Linked DNA regions of Mus musculus: region 1 is linked to region 2. A link is a contact called in public promoter capture Hi-C data. All regions are on one chromosome and are shown on one strand. Each heading gives the region's core, a stretch centred on a gene start, on an enhancer-like site or on the middle of the called end of the contact. The rest is flanking DNA. Distances are from core to core; before and after follow the strand shown.

Evidence for each region. Capture Hi-C pulls out chosen DNA fragments and counts their contacts.
Region 1: a promoter capture Hi-C map of adipose tissue shows a contact between it and region 2. The contact joins two enhancer-like sites. A contact is called at or near these places in 1 of 115 datasets of contacts at active chromatin or transcription factors (pancreatic cancer cells) and 2 of 9 other capture datasets (adipose tissue and liver).

The regions. Positions count from the first base shown.
Region 1 is chr4:140,764,675-140,767,403 of GRCm38.p6, reverse strand. It overlaps Padi4 (peptidyl arginine deiminase, type IV), which reads left to right. Exons shown (of 16, transcript NM_011061.2): 3 at 1,767-1,833. Among named protein-coding and RNA genes, the nearest start is that of Padi4, 8.2 kb to the left of the region's middle. Within about 2 kb of position 1,288, at least 9 of the 459 cell types and tissues checked have an H3K27ac peak or open chromatin away from gene starts, as enhancers often do. A contact at or near this core is called in adipose tissue, where this site is marked.
Region 2 is chr4:140,609,456-140,612,317 of GRCm38.p6, reverse strand. It overlaps Arhgef10l (Rho guanine nucleotide exchange factor (GEF) 10-like), which reads left to right. Exons shown (of 29, transcript NM_001290803.1): 3 at 906-1,091; 4 at 1,754-1,787. Among named protein-coding and RNA genes, the nearest start is that of Gm42335, 5.8 kb to the right of the region's middle. Within about 2 kb of position 1,282, at least 80 of the 459 cell types and tissues checked have an H3K27ac peak or open chromatin away from gene starts, as enhancers often do. A contact at or near this core is called in adipose tissue, where this site is marked.

The sequences.
Region 1 (2,729 bases), core at 39-2,538, 160 kb before region 2:
TGGCTGGTGCCAAGCAAGCAAGTAGCCTGCACCCAGGGAGCAGACTGAAGGCAGGGAGCCCAGACTAAAATGTACTGCAGAGTCCAGAGAACTCATGATGCTGTCATTTGTCCCCTCCCTCCCTCGCCCAGGATAACTACTGTCTATAGGACAGGACCCAGCACCTCAGTGGTTTCTCAGTGTGTCCCTCAGGGGCTCCTCCATGTGGTCCTTCAGTGTCCCCTCAAGAATTTCTTAGTATGAACTTTGAGTATGTTCTTTCACTCTATTCCCTCAGGAGCTTCTAAGTGTGAACCCCCAATATTTTGTTCCTCAGTGTCTCCCCTCAGACACTCCTCAGTGTGTCCCCTCAGACCTCTTCAGTGTGTCCCCTCAGACACTCCTCAGTGTGTTTCCCCTCAGATACTTCTCAGTGTGTGTCCCCTCAGACAGACACTACTCAGTGTGTCCCCTCAAACAGACACTCCTCAGTGTGTCCCCTCAGACACTCCTCAGTCTGTCCCCTCAAACTCTCCTCAGTGTATGTCCCCTCAGACACTCCTCAGTGTGTCTCCTCAGACACTCCTCAATGTGTGTCCCCTCAGACACTCTTCAGTATGTCTCCTCAGATACTCCTCAGTGTGTCCCCTCAGACCTCTTCAGTGTGTCCCCTCAAACACTCCTCAGTGTGTCCCCTCAGACTCTCCTCAGTGTGTGTCCCCTCAGATACCCCTCAGATGTCACGATAGGCTCCTTTCCTTGTAGCTCTTTGGTTGCTTTTGGTGTCCCCAGCTCATGTCACTCAAGCGTCTCCCTCCTAATGTCTCACCTTCCCCGACAGCTGGGTCAATCAGACACCCCTCTCTGGGTTTTTGTTTACTTGTTTGTTTGTTTCAGTTTTTACTGGGCAGAGGGACTGAGATGAGCCCAGAGCTTCATGTCTTCCTCCCCTGAGGTGCACCCCCTCCCCATCCCCACTCTCTTCCCCAGCCTTCTGATCTGGAGGCCGCACAGACAGCTCATGCTCTACAGCTGAGGGCCTGCTTCCCGGTGCCTGAGAGACAACCTGAAGTCCAGTTCCATGGCTACTCCCTGCTCTTTCTTTCCCTCTAATGCTTTTTGTACCCCATTTCCAGCTGCTGATCCCCTACTCCCCTTCCAAGAATCTCTCAAGACATACTTTGTTAGAACTGTAGCTGTTGCTATGATGAACCACCGTGACCAAAAGCAAGTTGGGGAGGAAAAGGTCTATCTGGCTCACACTTCCACATCGCTGTTCATCATAGAAGGAAGTCAGCACAAGAACTCACACAGGGTGGGGACCTGGAAGCTGGAGCTGATAGAAAGTTCCGCTTACTGGCTGCTTACTGGCTTGCTCCTTGTGGCTTGCTCAGCCTGCTTTCTTATAGAACCCAGGACCACCAGCCCAGGGATGGCCCCACCCACAATGGGCTGGGCCCTCCCTCATCAAACACTAATTATGAAAATGCCCACCAGTTGGATATTAAGGAGGCATTTTCTCAATTGAAGTTCCGGCCTTTCAGACGACTCTGGTTTGTGTCAAGGTGACATAAAATTAGCCAATAAATAAGCACCCCTCATGGACTCTTCCCTTACCCCCTTTTCTCAGGCCGGGCGGGTCCCTCCATCTCTGAGCTCCTTTGGGACCATTTTCTACAACTTCGTAATTAGCAGAGTTGAGCTGGATTGAGCGGGCATACAGCAGAGCTCAAACTTGTTTGTTGAGTGACTAAGAGAAATCATAAATGTCTGCTATTGTCTTATAGGTTCGAGTTTCATACTATGGACCCAAGACCTCCCCAGTCCAAGCCCTGATCTACATCACTGGGGTGGGTAAGTGATGATCAGGGCACTAAAGAGCTGCCAAGGGTGCACACCTTTAACCCCAGCACCTGGAGACATAGGCAGGCAGGTCTCCGTGAGTTCAAGACCAGTCAGGGCAATAGAGTGAGATCCCGTCTCAAAAAGGAAGAAAAAACGGAGGGAGGGAGGGAGGGAGGGAGGGGAGGGAGGGAGGGAGGGAGGGAGGAGCCAGAGCTGCCCTCTCCCTCCACACAATACACCCCCATCCCCTCCTCAACAAGGCTTCTCCCCATGACACATCGTGACCAGATCTTACTTTTGAGTAAGCAAAGAAAAATGATCATTTCTAGCCATGCATGTATCTGGTGTTTCATAAATATCCCTCCCTAGAGAGTTACATAGAGAAACATGGATGACAGCCGAGGGTGAGGGGAGAGAACTTCTCTAGGTAGCATGAAGCCCGGGGTTTCGTTCCCAGTCCTGCATAAGGCAGGTGTGCTGACGCACATCTGTACTCCCAGCCCTTGAGAGGCAGAGGATTGAGGGTCAGAGGCTCAAGGTCGCCCTCAGCTGCAGTGACTTTCCAGCTCCATGGACCTCTGACAGTTATTCAGTTAACACAAGTGCACTGGAAGACACGAATCACAGTGTAATAACTGCTCTTCAGGGTGGGAAGTGAGGACCTCCATTCTACACACGGGGTCTCTATACCTTATAAATGCTTTACAAACACACACTACACACATACAAACACACATACATACACACATACACATATATGCATGCACATATGCACACATATACACATGCACATATACACATATACATGCACACATATACACATACATACGTGCACTGCTTTTTGTAGCAGATAGTTCTGTGTTCCCCAAGTCCTATTATTTATATCTCTTTTTATCATATTAATA
Region 2 (2,862 bases), core at 33-2,532:
CTGCAGCCAGCCCTAGGGAGTACTGCTTTTCTTTTCCATTGTACAGGGGAGGGACCCAACGGGAGCCATGTGACTTGCATTGGTGAGGTTCCACTCTCAGCTAGGTAGCCCTGCCTCAGGGGGACCCTCAGAGTCAGGAGTGTACCCCGATGGACAGAAACCCCAGTCCTTCAGTAGTTAGACAAAAACTGCAGAGCCACAGCCAGGCCCAATCAGGCCCTGACGGTAAAGGGTGCAGTCTGCTAAGGTATTTGGGATCCATAATTGGCAGAGATTACATGCCATACAGAATAAGCCCGAGCTGGCCATGCAAGACCAGGGTGAGCCAAGCGAGAGGCTGGAGCAGAGGGAAGCCCCTTGCCAGTGAGCTTAGAGATACCTCCAAGCTGAGCTGTGAAGAATGAGGAAGGGGCCAGAGGACAAACCAGGAGGGGAGGAGCAGGAAGTGAGGCCCTACTGGAGACCTCTGTGTTAGGAGCTCAGGTCTTACACCTAGCTCCAGCTAGCCCTGCACCCCCACCCCACCGTGTTTTACAACAGGCTGTTTTACACCTAAATACATATGGAATAAAGAACTTGCTTGCTTTCACAAAAAAGCATTAGCACGGGAACACACAGAAATAGGTGTCTTCCCTGTGCATTTAAAAGAACTGGGAAATCAGCTTGGCATGGTGGCGCCCGCTTTTAATCCCAGCATTGGAGAACCAGAGGCAGGTCGATCTCTGAGCTCCAGGCCAGCCAGGGCCTAGTCTCAAAAGGTTGAAAGGAGAGACTGTTTGCAGAGCCCTCTCCTCAGGACCCGCCCCAGGGCCCAGGATGCTTTGGGAACACAGCAGACCCTCTGGCTTGAACAGTGTGAGCCTCAGACCCTGTCCCATAGCCCACTAACCCCTCCTCTCTTCCAGGAGCTCCCCTGGCTCCCAGCGCTCCAGGCCCCTCCCCCGAGGTGGAGGAGGACTCCGGAGAAGCCTTTGAGTTTGATGACAGTGATGAGGAGGAGGACACCAGCTCTGGCCTGGTTGTCCCTGGCCTCGCCCCTGAGAGGGACACAGAGCCCTCGCTGATCTGCTTTGACACTGTCCCGGGCTCAGGTAAGCTGTCTCTGGGAGTCTCCACCAGGCAAGTGGGGTTTGCAGGCAAATCCCGGAGAACTGGTGGGGAATCTCAGGCTCCTAGGGTCTCCAGTAGGCAGGAAAGGGAGCCACTGGGAAGAGACTATATCCTGCTTCTCTTGGGAAAGGAATTCCTAGCATTCCTGCAACATCTGGCTTGCACTCTGTCCGGGCCTAAATGGAATCGCTTGGCTGGAGTTTCTGCTAGGGCCCTCAGCTCTTGTAACCTTCCAGCCATGGCTCCAAAGAACCCATCTGTCTGCTTGGCGAGCCAGCACCCCAGGGGTGGGAGGGTCCAGTCATGTTGTCAGTAAATGCCAGCTGCTGGGCTCTCAGATCTGTCATCTTACCAGGGACTGGATCAGCAGGAACCTCCTGCAGATAGCAACCCTTCCAAGAGCTGGGGTTGGTGGAAGCCTGGTAGACAGGGTGCTAGTTCTGACTGAGGTTGGGCCATGGGGGCGGTGTGGGGCAGGCAGGACAGGTAGGGAACTTACTCACTAGAGAGGGGCCAAGGAAAGGCAAGGGATTCTATAGGCACCCTGGTTCCTTCGAGGGGCGGGGAACAGGGGGTGGGAATAGGCTCAGTTCCTGGGGCCAACCTCTGTCTCACAAGCTCTCTCTCTTTGCTCTTCCCACAGACCTGGACCCAGCAGCTGCACCACCCCAGACAGAGTAAGTGAGCTTTGTCCACTGGGAAAAGAGTAGAGCCCAACAGGGGCGTGGGACAGGGTAGGACAGTGACTAGAGAATACTGTTGTTTGTTAAGACCCTTTGCCTGGACGAGGTTGGCCCTGAGGCTCGCTGTGGTGGCCTCTTTTTCTCTTTTGCCTGGGAGCATTGCATTGCATTGCCTGGTCCCAGACCCACATTCAGGCCTCTCCCTACCCATGTGGCCTCAGTGGACTCACAGACTCTCCCAGATTTCCTGTGTTCTGACTTGAAACGGAAGGGAGAGGAGACTCGCTTCCCTGGAGTTATCCCTGGGAACTAAGATGCTGTGGGATTGCTTCTGCTGATACCAGTCCTTCTCTTTCAAATTTTTAAATTACAAAATTTTATATTTATTGTGTGTGTGAGCATGCACGTGTGTGTGTGTGTGTGTGTGTGTGTGTGTGTGTGTGTGTTTGAGTGTTCGAGTGCATGTGTGCACATGCCATGGTTTGTGCGTCGAGGTCAAAGGATAGCTAGCAGGAGCCAGTTCTCTCCTTCCATCGTGTAGGTCCTGGGGGATTCATTGAACTTGGCAACAAAGACCTTCACCGGCTGAGCCATCTTGCTGGCTAGTCTATTTTATTTTATTTTGGTGGGAGGGGCAGACAAGTTCTCACCTAGCCCAGGGCGGCTTTGAACTCACCATGCAGCAGACGATGACCATGACGCTCTTGCCTCTACTTCTGAGATTAGAGACACGTGCCAACATGCTACCATGCCTGGTTCTGGGGAATAAAACCGGGGTTTGGGGATGCCAGGCCAACATTCTGCTGGGTTACATCCTTAGCCCCCATTTTAAAAGAATTCTTCTTTTGTTTCTTTTTTTCTTTGGTTGAGACAGTGTCTTGTTTCCATGTACTAATGGCAATCCTCCTGCCTCAGCTTCCCAATGCTAGCATTACAGGTGTGAGCTACCAGACCTGGCTCTGTTCTCACTTTGTGGTTGTGCGCAGACTCTCTGCGCCTTGTGCCTGGCAGCTCCCAGGAAACAGGACACCTTGGTGACTAAGGCCGCAATCCTGGGGCCTGTGTTAAC